2 separate regions of the Triticum aestivum genome follow, and region 2 is linked to region 1. A link is a contact called in public Hi-C data. All regions are on one chromosome and are shown on one strand. Each heading gives the region's core, a stretch centred on a gene start, on an enhancer-like site or on the middle of the called end of the contact. The rest is flanking DNA. Distances are from core to core; before and after follow the strand shown. Region 1 holds the start of LOC123098834 (cyclin-B1-2). Region 2 holds the start of LOC100037651 (fasciclin-like arabinogalactan protein 8).

Evidence for each region. Hi-C and Micro-C count contacts between places; a contact is called where the count stands out from the background.
Region 2: a contact with region 1 is called in a Hi-C map of leaf, with 4 times the contacts expected there. The contact joins the promoter of LOC100037651 here to the promoter of LOC123098834 in region 1. A contact is called at or near these places in 2 of 5 Hi-C or Micro-C datasets (both in leaf).

The regions. Positions count from the first base shown.
Region 1 is chr4D:482,654,936-482,661,798 of IWGSC CS RefSeq v2.1, forward strand. It overlaps LOC123098834 (cyclin-B1-2), which reads right to left and starts at 4,160. Exons shown (of 4, transcript XM_044520910.1): 1 at 3,919-4,160; 2 at 3,749-3,849; 3 at 1,631-1,728; 4 at 579-797. The coding sequence starts at 4,041. The coding sequence ends at 697.
Region 2 is chr4D:482,826,916-482,833,778 of IWGSC CS RefSeq v2.1, forward strand. It overlaps LOC100037651 (fasciclin-like arabinogalactan protein 8), which reads left to right and starts at 2,673. Exons shown (of 1, transcript XM_044520911.1): 1 at 2,673-4,439. The coding sequence starts at 2,990. The coding sequence ends at 4,264. LOC123098836 (callose synthase 3) reads right to left here. Exons shown (of 43, transcript XM_044520912.1): 40 at 6,458-6,863; 41 at 6,311-6,361; 42 at 5,971-6,156; 43 at 5,246-5,854. The coding sequence ends at 5,606.

The sequences.
Region 1 (6,863 bases), core at 2,910-5,409:
GCGACTGGGCATACGTAAAGCTGGACGAATGAAGCTCATTGAGTCAGAGCACGTACGTATCAGGTGTATGTGCCGTCTCCCTTTCTTACTTTTTTACTCCGTGTTACCAGGATCGATCACCACTGATATTTTCCTTTCGAGAGTATATAAATTGCGTATGGAAAAAGAGAATTGCAAGTATAAGACAACTATCACTCACTGCGAACAAAGAGCATAGCATCACCTCCACATCCAGCTAGTCCAAAGACAGCCATCAACAGCAAGGAGCCGGATCCCCTGACGTACGGCCACCTAACATTGGGCCACTGACACATGGGTCGCCGTGTCCCAACAACACAACTCAACTACAACGCGAAAGAGCGTACCCCAAATCGAAAATCTCGCCGCGTCTCGATGGGCGGACACCTCCGAAGAACAGCAGCAACCACCAAGCTTCCCTCGTCGACACACCATCCCCCCTTAATGCCTAGAGGGGTCACCACTGATATTAGTGGGGCGCTAACGAACTTTGCTGCTAAAACACCAAACTAGCAAGAATAGTAAGTAACGCTCAACTAGCGACCAGGACGCCGGGGACATTTCAAGAAATTCAAACTGATGCAATACCCATTTATTTACTTCTCACGTTTCACCAATCCATGAAACTGCCATAGATGCTGGACGGGAAGCACAAGACAAATACATGGGTGGAAGGAATCAACTGAAGCTGGGGCAGACAGGCCCCTTCGACAGGCCAAGCCGAACCTCCATCCCGTGGTGCATGTCCGGTATGCGCAGGCTGTCAGAGTCCTGGGGCACTGCAAAGTGGACAAGCAAAATAAACAAATTAACACAAGCACTGATGAAATTTCTAGCAATGGAAACGACATATACTCCCTCCGATCCGACTAATCGATGCATACATTGTATAGGGGCTGTATTAATTAATTCCGATCCGAGGGAGTAGAATACTTGCAACTTGCATGGACAAATGTTGCACTGAAAGCCATCCATTTTCTCAAGCTACCGGCGCAGACCTCATAGTGGTAAGCACAAAGGAAAAAAATTAAACATGCTGCTGCACTATTAGAATAGAAACCATATGCCTAGCTAAGCTATTTTAAAACTAAATAAGGGGCACCATATTCCTGCACAGAGGAAAAATGATGAACATGGTTCGTTTACTGAAAACACTTCGTCGTCAGCTATTGAATATATTCCTCTAAAATAGAATGAGAACCATTAGCTACCTACCTTGTAAATACAGTTGTTGTTTTTAATAACACAATAATGATCTCCTCGAGTATATTCTACAGCACAAATCTGTGCTGATGTAAGCAACCAGAGGTATGCAAAATGAGCAACAGAACCATTTTAATAGATCAAAAAATCTTGATTTCCCAAGAAATCGTTTGTTCCAGGATCACACCCCCATCAGGTCAATAAATTTTGCTCGAGTGTGTTGCACACTTGCACTGTGAACAAAGAAGCTAGTACTCAGAAAAGCTGAGAAGTTTAAAGATAACAGTCCATCCTAAGTCCTAACTCCAACTAATCAATTCATTACTAGCAAGTTTTGCACGAATGCTTGCAGAGTTATGAAGCAGCAAAGCAAGAGATTGATGCAGAACAAAAGGATGGCAATCCTTACAGTTAAGGTAATCTTCAAATCCAAAATCATCCAAGGAACCTGTCATTGCCTCATATCCTAGCATCGATGATGGCAATGCACCTGGGGGCCTTTGGAACCTGGAAACACACAAGTCATCAATCAAACATTTCTAGTGTGAGACAAAAGAGCTTAACGCCTATATATTCTTAAGAATTATTTTTTAGGACAAGTACACATGAAGTTCAAAAGCGTATAAACAAATTGTAACTCGCATGTTCTCTGCCCTCTCTTGTCCTTGGATTGATGTACTAATTGCTAGAAGGAACATGTGGACAGATAAAAACCTCAAGACATGTTTGTGCATTCAAACAGAAGAGATTCAGTTATTCCTAGGGTAGCAAACCCATGTGCTTGATCTATTCTATGGAAATACTCTTGGATGAAAAGACTAACAGAAGACCTCAAGTACCAGTCATAATATGGCAATTAATCATTTAAGCACACAAGCATGCAGATTTAGATACAACCAAACATGCAGCACAAGAACTTAACAAGTAACTGTACCATACCAGAAAACAAACTTCGTGCAAACAAAATGTCACACGACAAATATGAATACATTTACAGCAAAAGAAAGCACTACATTTTATTTTACCGTTTTGTGCAGAAAAATCTTTACAACATGATGAAAAACCTCACAAAATCAAACCTAGTATCCCAACGCCTGCTCAATTGCTGCCTACTCAATCCAGATTGAACAAAACCTAAGATCACTGCATAGTTGCAGTGAGAGCTATTTAGCACAGAGAAAGTACACATATTACTAACATGACTACATAGTTGCTGAGGGGCTATCTAACAGAGAGAAAACACGCATATCACTACCAACAGCGAAGATATGGGCACGGCGTTATGGCTCGTACGAGTAAATGATCCTATTAGGTGGGCCAGACGATCTCCAGTGTGGATCCATGCCAATATGATTTGTACTAGCAGGGCGAGCGACATAAATTGGCGTACTGAAACAGCTATTTTCTTTTATACATCTGCGGTGGTAGCCCATACTGACGTTCTGAGCTATGCTCTGGCAGGCCCGTTTGAAGGATGGAGCACCTCCTTTACCAAAAATCATGTATCGATGGTGCAGGTAATGCCTCGTAGATGGACCATGTTATAGAATAAAAATCATGCGATCCTGATGGCATGTGGCTTTCGGTGCCTACACCCATTGCTCCACTCCTTCGTCTTAATGTTGCAGGGGAGAGGCCCTCAACATGACAAACAAACGTGGGAAGGTGTCGACCTAACGTACACGAAGAAGATAGCGGGTGAACCGATGGATTTCCCGGTAGATTCAATTTGCAGGTAAGATAGTTTGTTGCTGAAACGAATAATCTTTTTCCCTTGGAAAAACAAAACAGAATAATCTTAGGAACCTGCGTGGGCAGATAAGCAAAGATAAAGCAGATCTGATGTGAGGAAGACACTAGAGGTTTTTGAAGAGATTGGAGCCAAGGATCCAGAATTCTTGTTTAAGGTTCATGCAAATTTGGAGAGTTGGATAAAGAATCTGATGTAGTGGAAGAGCGGGAATTGTAGGATGCAGTACAAGTTCTTTGATGACGTAATCACGTTCAACACAACTTGTAGAACCAACTTGAACGACCCGCCATCCGTGCTATTTGTTGTTGTAGACTATCACTTCAAAAGTGTAATACTATGTATGAGGTGTACTATGAGCAGGTTGAGACCTTGGAATGGGTGTTCATGGAGTTCATAAGGATGATGTGAAGGGCCGCACCTAAGAAAATCCTAATTGGTACCAACTGCAGTGTGCCTGGCCACCAGAAGAATACGTCCCATATCGAATTTCCGGAAGACGATCCTAATTGGTACCAATTCATGTGATCTGGATAATGAGAGCATATAAACGACCCGTATCGAATTTCCGAGATATTAACACATGGACTAGAAGTACAAGAAATCAGCACATCTCGTTCTCACAGTAAGGTCAAATTCATGATTCCAACAAATTGCAGCTGCCCAATCAGATGGCTAAAAAATTATGAATGACCACATCGGCTACCAATGACTCTTAGTAGTTAGCCAAAACCTATTTCCAGGAGGGGAAAAGGTGTGGGCAGCGGGAGAGCGAACCTGGAGAGGATTTGTGCGTCCAGATCCTTGCGGATGTTGAAGGCGGACCCGTAGATGGCCTCGGTCCCGAACCTCTTCTTGTCGTCCCAGAACTTGGTCTCCTGCACGGCGCGTACCCACGAAACAGTCAGATTCAGAGCTAGGGTTTCGAGGGCCCGGGGGGGACGAACCTTATGGATGGTGGCCTGGACGGGGTGCGGCGGCGCGAGGTCGCCCCTGACGCTGTCGTTGACGCCGAAGCGGAGCACGTCGTGGGTCTGCCCGATCTCCTTCTTCGTCATCGAGCTCGCCATCGTCGCTGCTCAGGCTCTCTTCTTCCTCTCTCTCTCTCTCTCTCTCTCTCTCTCTCTCTGTTCTCTCTGTTCTCTCTGGGGTTCTGCTCCGTTTTTTCTTTCTTTGCGGGGAAGAAAAGGCAAAAAAAAAGGAAGAGAGAATAGAGAGCACCTGGTCTGGGCTGGGCTGGGCTTGGTGAGACCGTGAGAACCGGATAAGCGGGCCGGCCAATAGCACGAGACGGTCAGAGCGGTTCCCAGCGTAATAAACAGTTTGGCACCCTCCCCTAAAAAAAACAGTTTGGCACGTTTCGCTTACGTTTTTATCAAATCCGGTTTTTTTAGCAAATACTCCCTCCGTTCCTAAATATTTGTCTTTCTAGACATTTCAAATGACTACCAAATACGGATGTATGTAGACATATTTTAGAGTGTAGATTCACTCAGTTTGCTCCGTATGTAGTCACTTGTTGAAATGCCTAAAAAGACAAGTATTTAGGAACGGAGGGAGTAGCTCAGTTTTATGCCCTGCTTTTATTTTTCTTAAATGATAAATGCCACACGTGTGGCACGAAACACTTCGCCCTTGACGGTTTTTACAACTAAGGTGCCATCCGAAAGAAAAACAAACCAAAAAAAACGAAAACTTGTCATCTGAAAAGAAGTTGATATGCTTGACAACTAAAGTTGCCAGCCTTGCGTCACTAAGCTTGCCATAAAAACGTTCAGAGTTGCCATGTTCGTGCCACACGTATGGCACTTATGAGGGTCCTTTATTTTCCCCTTGGTTTTTTATTGTTCTGGTTTTATTTCCTTTCTTGTTCTTTTTATTATATTTAATTTCTCTGTTTTATTTTTTTCCTTTTCTTCTTTCTTATTTCCTTTCCTTCTGCATTTCACCCTTCTTTTCTGCCTTTTAATTTTAGTTATTGTTTTATAAACATAGACATTTTTAGAAAAATACACATGCACGGACATTTTCAATGAGATACATGCACAATTTTGTGGAAGATGTAAGATTCTGAACAAATTGATCATGAACGTGTTATGATATTGTTCAACTCTTGCTAAATGTGTTCTCACCACTCAAAAGAAAATTTCATGTATTACAAAAAAAGGACGTTCACGTGTGTAACAAAAGGTTAAAGTATTTTTCAAAAATGCTTTTTGTAAAAAATCTGTTCATGTTCATTGTGTAATTTTACAAAAAAATGTAAATGCTCATCGTATTCTCAAAGAAATGTTCAGTGTGTATTTAAATAAGTGTTGAACATGAACTTTTGAAATCTTCCATCATATTCTTAAAAAGTGTATTTAATCTGTGATATTTTTTTCAAATTTGTGAACCCTTTTTGAATGCATAATATTGAATTCACATTTTTTTTGCATTAACAAAGTTTTTCATAATTTACTAGCATTTTAAATTCGGCCGACTTTTTTCAAACTTAAGAAAAAACAACCTGTTTTTCCGGTGACAAAAGACTATCAGGCGTAGAAAACGAGCCAAAAGAAGCAAACAACTAAGGAGGCATTGACTGCATGAGGCAAATGAGCGGAGGAGCAAGCGCAATGTAAGATACTGGGTCGCGGCCCACTCAGATGCACCACCTTCTATTCGTGCTAAATGCGTTGAAGAGTAGCTCCCGTTGCCGTGGGGATGTATCTGGTGCACCAGGGCAATTAGTTCTACCGGTGCACCGTTCACCTGTTGCACATTCAAAAATGTTTGAAAAATTTCAGAAAAAATTAGTGCATTGACACAACATCGATGTATGATCTCATAAAAATTCAAATCAAAAATCAAAACATTGCTTGAGATAAAGAAATGACAAATTTGACACTTAATAGTACATACACAAGTTGGGCTTTAGTTTTGGCGCATTAGCACACTAATGTCAAATTTGTCATTTTTATATCTTGAGAAATGTTTCAAATTTTGATTTGAATTTTTGTGACAGCATACATTGATGTTGTGTCAATGCACTAAACTTTTATTTTATTTTTTCGAATATTTTTGTATGTGCAACGGGGTCCGGTGCACCGGTAGCACCAATTGCCCCGGTGCACCAGATTCCCGTTGCCGCTCGCACCACCAAGGTGTGGCAAATGGGAGCTCCTATTGGACACTTTTTGTGCCGTCGGCCAGACGCACAGAGTCGTGCATAGCCTTTCTTTACTGTGACAAGCATTGTCATTGTAGCAATTGGTTTTTAATGTTTTTCTTATTTTTATCATTTTTTGAAAACTTGAAAACATGCACAATTTTTTAAATTTCAATCATTTGTGGAAATGCGAATATTTAAAAAAATGAACAATTTTTAAAATTTGTGATATTATTAAAAAATATGATTTTTTGGAAACACCAACATTTTATTAAAACATGATTTTTTAATGAACTAATATTTAGAAAATAACAGGAGTGTTTTTTGAAATTTTGAATATTTTTTAAAACATTAACTAATTCTAAAAACACTACCATTTTTTAAATTCTGAACATTTTTTGAAAAAAAAGCCCTAAAAACCGACAGATAAAGAAAAAACCAACACATTCTATAATGTTTCTATAATTAGAGTAACCAGGACATACTAAATGGGTCGACCCAAATCCCTAGCATTTTGTGCGATCTAGCAACTAATGCTTCAAATAGGAATTGGCGTGCCGAAGCGCCGCGACAACACAAAACATCAATTGTTTAGGACATTGGCGACCACGCACGATGGATTGCCCCTCAGTCAGGGACAAACTTTGAACTTGTGGGGGAAAAGCTAAGTCGAGCTCTGAACTACCAATCCCCAAAATCGTCCCAGTCTATTTTAAACCGCCGCAACAACACAATGCATCA
Region 2 (6,863 bases), core at 1,423-3,922, 170 kb after region 1:
GAAACGGGAAAGGGAAACAGGGAACCAACCGCGCGAGCTGGTATTTTTTTGTGTTTTCGCGCGGAAAGGGAAAACAGAAAATTCTGGTAGTTCGAGGGTCAAACTACAAAACGCACCAAACTACAAACCAGAAAGGGAAAACCGGAAACCAACCGCGCAACTGGTTTTCCCTTGCGGGAGCGCTCCGCGCGCGACACTTGTCACGCGCGGAGCGCTCCCGAACCGCTCGTTACGAACGCTCCGAAGGAGCGCTCGTTAACTAGCTGCTCCCGCAATCCACGCCTCGTGAGGTCGGAGAGAAAATCCACGCATCCGCTTCTCTGACGCGATCGACGCCCACCTAGCGACCTTTTTTTAGGGGGGGCACCTAGCGACCTGGGGCGTTGTCTCCTGGTCACCGAACGTCCAAATGATAAACAAGATTGGGGAAATCTCCCTGTGGTGGAAGGGGATCTCATATGCCATGAAAATTCCCCCGGCTGGGGTTTGCTGCCCTGGTTTTGACTCGGCTGCTACCAAATTAGCCCAATGTGGGGCGGGGGGGGGGGGAGCGGCTCGAACTGACGTACAACAGTTAGACGATCAGACGACCGTGGTTAACGCGACCTGATCACGGGAGCGGCGAGCGGCAGTATGACGGGCATGCTCTCCGCTCACAGTTGAGAAGAAGAAGAAGAAGAATCCTCGCCGTCTCAATGTGAGGTGCTCAAAATCGGTCGAGATTCTACGTGGATGGGGACATGCTAACGGGACATACTATTATCATCCCCTTATCCGTGGTCGTGTGCTAAATAAGAACGTTGAGACCGGACGGAAGCCCCCACCGAACTCTGCCTCACACGTTGCTGAGAGCATCTCCAACAGCCGCGTCAAAAGGCGCCCGCGTGATAAACTAGGTTTTTAGCGCAGGGGACGTTTTCGCGCGCTCCAGTGGTGGCGGGAAACTAGCGCGCGCAAGGAAGGATTGCGCGCGGGGGAAAAGGCGGCAGCTCGCCCGCTACTTTTGGCGCACCGCTTCCGGCGCGCCTATAAGGCTGGTCATAGTGGGGAGTAACTTAGACTAATAACATGCATATGTTACTAGTCTATGTTACTACCTTTATAGTGCATAGTATCATAGATTAATATCATAAGTGGTCTCATTTATTGCCATGCATGACACATAGTAGCATCACATTTATTACGTTACAGTATCTACCTATGTTACTATAACCATCTCTCTTCTTTAATTGCCTGCCACATAAGCATGTTTGCGAGTCCCAAGTGCATGATACTACTTATGTTACCCCCACTATGGCCAGCCTAAATTGCGGCGCTCGCCACGCGGCTATCCACACTGCCACGCGCGCCTCCCCCGCTTCCTCGCCGCTCCAGCGCCCCGCCACCGACGCGCCACCATGCCGCCGCGCCGCCGAGGAGCGTCGGGCTACCGCAGCGTCCGCCAGCGCCCCAACGGCTGGTACTACGCCGAGATCCGGTCCGGCGACGTCCGGCTCGGCCTCGGCACCTTCGAGACTGCGCACGAGGCCGCCCGCGCGTACGACGCGGCGGCGTGGCGCCTAGACAAGCCGCGCTCGCAGATGAACTTCCAGGACGTCTACACGCGCCAGCAGGCGCAGGACGATGCCCCTCCGCCTCGTCTTATCACGGACCAGGACCGTGAGGAGCACACTCGGCGGCAGCGCCGCCTTCTCATCACAGAGGAGGACGAGCGAGGCATGGCAGAGTGGCGCCGGCGCCACCCGGAGGACGTCGCCAACGAGCAAGCCTACTGGGCGGAGAGGACGGCAAAGCGCCACGCAGATCGGTTGGAGAGGCGTCGGCGGAAGGCCCTGGCGCTATCGTAGTGCGATATCGTTGAAAATGGTGGGCAATCGATCTTTTCGGCTAATGATCCTCATTGGGACGACATGTGGCTCGATACCTCGGACCAGACCAGGGATGATGATGATGATGGCGACGACTAGGAGTAGGTTGTAGTTGCACTATCTAGTAGTTTTTTTATGTCGTTGCACAGTAGTTTTATCTATCTATACTATGGAACTATGTAAAATATATCTATGAATTTTATTTACTATTTAAAAATATGTACGCAATGTTCGTGCGATAGCGCGTGCTGCATTTTAGCGTGGTTGCTGAAACTACGCGCACGCTAAATTTTAACGCGGCTGCTGGAGGCAGCGCTGCCCGCCGCACTTTTTTAGGTGACGTACTGCAAACTATCTTTTAGCACGGCTGTTGGAGATGCTTTGATGCTTCGCCGATCTACTTACGTGACAAAGAAGCAGACTCAGCCGAAACCGTAAATAAAGTGAGTCGTAAGAATCGACGAGAAAACTAATGACTGAGCACGTGCGCACCTGTCCTGTGCTTTCACCGGTGCAACTTGCAATACTACTATGTACAGAGAGGAAAACAGAGCTGACTCGCCTCGGATTCCACTGCTAGCCTATGGGCCACGTTGTCAGCACTGATCAATCTTCGGATCGATGTCTCCACCCTAACGGCCACACTATTATTTCTTATACGTAGACACGAGAGAGCGAGAGCCAAACTGCCGAATACCATCACCTTGTTATCAATCCTCTTTTTATCAACAAGTTTGTATTAGAATAGACCGGCCGACGCATAATGGAGCGCAATGACCACCACCAAATAAAAACGGCTAGGAATGGAGGAGACACGCCGTGCCAAGTGCCATCGTCGTCCCTACCACCGGTAGCCAGCCAGCCCTCCAATCGCTCGCGCTCCCGCGCCCTCACATGTCAATGTGCTCGCCCGCCTTGCAATTTGCACACCCCAAACCTCACCAACCGCCCATGAACCATACATAATTCGTTAGTTAGTTGCCCACAAGCCATTGCTCATTTTATCCTCACGCTCCCCGCGTGCTCACAGCTCACTCCGGCTAGCCAGCCAGCTTAGGTGCTCGGTCCATTTCAGCGCCATCGATCCATCATCAGTGCGTCGGCCACTACTGAGCTCGGCCATGGCGGGGGCGCAGCTGCGGCGCGTGGTGGCCGTGGTCCTCCTGGCCTGCTGCTGCGGCATGGCGCCGGCGGCGACGGCGAGGGGGATGTCGGCGGGGATCGCGCACAACATCACGTCCTTCCTCAGCGGCCACCCGGAGTACAAGCAGTACAACCAGTACCTGACGGAGACGCGGGTGTGCGACGAGATCAACGCGCGCGCGGGGGTCACGGTGCTGGTCCTCGGCGACGGCGCCATGTCCACGCTGGTGTCGGACGCCGGGGCCGACCTGGGCGCCATCAAGAACGCGCTGCGCCTCCACGCGCTGCTCGACTACTGGGACGTCAAGAAGCTGAAAGCCCTCCCCGCCGGCGCCGACACGCTCACCGACACCTTCTACCAGGCCGCGGGCGGCGCGGCCACCAGCGCCACGGGCAGCGTCAAGATGGCCAAGCTGGAGGGCGGCGGCTTCGGCTTCGCGTCCGCCGCCAGCCCCGGCGACGCCTACGACGCCACCTTCGCCAAGGCGCTCAAGCAGACGCAGTACGACTTCGCGGTGCTGGAGGTCACGGCGCCCATCGAGTTCGACGGCCTCTTCGAAGGGCCCTCCGTCTCCAACCTCACCAAGCTGCTGGAGAGGGCCGGCTGCAAGCGCTTCGCAGAGCTCATCGCCAGCTCCGGCGTGCTCAAGGACTACCAGGCGGCGATGGCGGACGAGGCCGGGCTGACCCTGTTCGCGCCCAAGGACGACGCGTTCCTGGGCAAGGGCGCGCCGGACGTGGACGCGATGCCCCGCGCCGACCTCGTCGCGCTGCTGCGGTACCACGCGCTGCCGGGGTACAACCCGAGGCCGTCGCTGAAGCTGGTGAAGGCGTCGGCCCGGCCGTTCCGCACGCTGGCGTCCACCGCGGGCGGGAAGTACAACGTGTCGGTGGTGGCCCGCGGCGACGACGTGTCGCTCGACACCGGCCTCCGCAAGTCCCGCGTGGCCGAGACGGTCCTGGACGACACGCCCGTGTGCGTGCTCACGGTGGACCGCCTCCTGATGCCCCTGGAGCTCTTCGCCGGCGCGCCCGCGGAGGCCCCCTCGCCGACGCCCGCGCCGGCGCCGTCCCCCGCGGACGCAACGCCGAGCTCCCCGCCCGCGCCGCCACCGGCCGACGCCCCGTCGGAGGCCGCCGCGGACCACGTTCACAAGGACGTCAAGGCGTCGTCTGCCACCGTCGTCACGTCGCGGACGATCGGCGCGCTCGCCGCGGCCGCGTGCTCCGCCGTGCTCGCGTCTCTACTGTGATAATGGGATGTGCCGCACATCCCATTCCGGCCACATTCCTCGTCAGCCCATCACATTCTTCCTGCCCTCCTCCTCTCTCAGCCATGGATTGTTGATTCAACTTGATTGCATGAGCCGCAGCAATTTCTCCGTGTAATTCATGAAAGCATGTGTACAATACATCTTGTTCTTTTTACGTGATGGTTTCGGGAACACGAAGCCGTTACAGAGCAGCCACACCGACACAGCCATTGCCATTTCCGCGCACCACTCACGCTCCATGGATAAACAACACCCGACGATACGGCGGCGACTTTACACGCTGCACTATGGAATTGTAAATTGGATGGAGCAGATCATGCATGTGGCTCGCTCTCGAGTTTTTACTCCTCTTTGTCCTTGGATCGAGGTCGTCCTTGCTGCTGAGCAGGCAGGCCCACCACATGCAGCAGAGCCCATTTGCCGGGCGCTTCAAAATCCGGGGCGATGAGGGTGAGGCCCAGAATAGCGAGTGCGCCTGCCATGCCATTCCACTCGAAGCTCGATCCTCCCCTCAAAAAAAAAAAAACTCGAAGCTCGATCCGGATGAGCTGGCGCTGTCAGTTCCTACGGATTCCGATCAATTTCACCGGACCAGACGGCTCGCAAGTTGAGGACCACTGTCTCTTCTGAAAAATAATTAACGGCAAGTAGACCCAAACATACTAAACTCTGCAGTAAGAACCAAGGACACATACTAACATGCACGGATAAATAATCATCAGCAGGTAAATCAGATCATGATGCTGGAGCTACTTTCATTACAACCGAGAAATTAAGGCATACGTACACTATGTGAAGTGTGCCAGTACTTGTAGTTGCACAACTGCAGGGAGAAAGAAATGATCACCGTAGCACGCGGGAAAAGGTAACACCACGCATCTACCGATGTGGTGCTGCATCACATGATCAATGTACTCAAGGACAGATGTTCCCAACTCACCGCAACTGCTAAAGTGTCCGTATTAACACTTGCTGTAGTATTCACACAAGAAAAAATGGCAATATCCAACGACTACAATTCCTTACATTGCAATTAGCAGTGAAGACTGAAGAGATATATTTCACAACTTGTATGAAGCTGTAATCGCACGAAATATTCTATATCCTGGAATATATTTACAACCTATGTATTCCCAAGTAGTACTATATTTTTTTATGGCAAAAGTCCTAGATCTTGAAAATGGCAGGCAATTGGGCAGAAGAGCTAATTTAGGCCCTGTTCAGCAACCCACCCACTACCAGAATCCGCGAAGCCGGGAAACTGCAGCTCCGCCCGCTCCGGGAGCGGAGTTGTGGAGCGGCGCGATTCCGAACAGGGCGTTAGTCTTTGGTGCTAGCGGCCCTCTCCTTCTTCTGACCGCCAAGAATCCGGGAAATCTGCAGTCCTCTACTGAATGCCTGGTTGAACAGCATCCGCGTCTGGAACTCGGAGACGAAGGGGAACCATGACAGGACAGTAATTGGTGTGAACAGAAGCATCCCCATGATAACCTCGTACGCCCGCGCAAGGGCTCGGACAGATCCCCATAGCCCCGTGACCCGGAAAAGAGGCCTGCAAGCTTGTGCAATCTGGAAGTGATAACAGAGCAACAGTAAGAAAATAGATGAAACAGAAGCAAGCATGCCACCGTCATTACAGTACTAGTATATATGATGAAGCAGACACAAGCAAGAGAAAGACTGACCAGTAGTATTCCCCATCCGGTGGGCAAGAATGCCAGGAAGCATACAAGTATGTCTTTAATAGTCATGTGAAGCAGAACTATCAGCACAACCAAAATAGCGAAGAACGAAACGAATATCATGAACTTGATCAGACGGAAGAACAGCTGAAAGTTCGCGCCGAACCTCCGCCTTCCGACAGATATGATCTGAAAAGACAGTGGGCAATTAGCAATTTAGGAAAGGAATTTAGCCAACGCAACTTTCAGAAATACGGTGTTGACAGGAAATCGTGTTGTTCTGCTATAAACATTTGTATTGACTGATCCATGTTCTATTGGCAAAGCAAGCATGCTCTCTCACCTTCAAAATAACCAGCATCACCAAAATTACGAGCCATGAAATTAAGTAAACCTGGAAGCCACAAAATTGAAAAATGTTAAAAGACCCACCCAACCACCTAGCACAGTCAAAATCAAAACACTTCTCTGAACTGGAGGAAAAGCATACCACGATACTTTTGTTGTTGTTTGTGATAGTTAACTGGTACACAAGGCCATACTGATATATGAAAAACCGAAGGGACAAAATTATCTCAAAGATGATTCCGAGTGTTCCTGTATGCTTCAGATGCTCCTGCTCTATCTCCCACCAGGATTCCCAGCTCTTTTCTGGAGACACACCAATCCCACCACGATTGCTGATCCACTTGTTCCAATCCGACCAATCGTCCAAAATTTTCGCCCACTCAAACCCCGAGGGGTTGAATAGAAATGGTGCAAAGAGCCATGTCAACACTAGGAACCACATGGAGGACGTAACAAAGATATATGCGATGGTTGAGTGGGAGGTTTGACCAAATAGTTGATAAACGATGAGCAGAGTCATCAACTCGATGCCTTTAACAAAGTGGCTG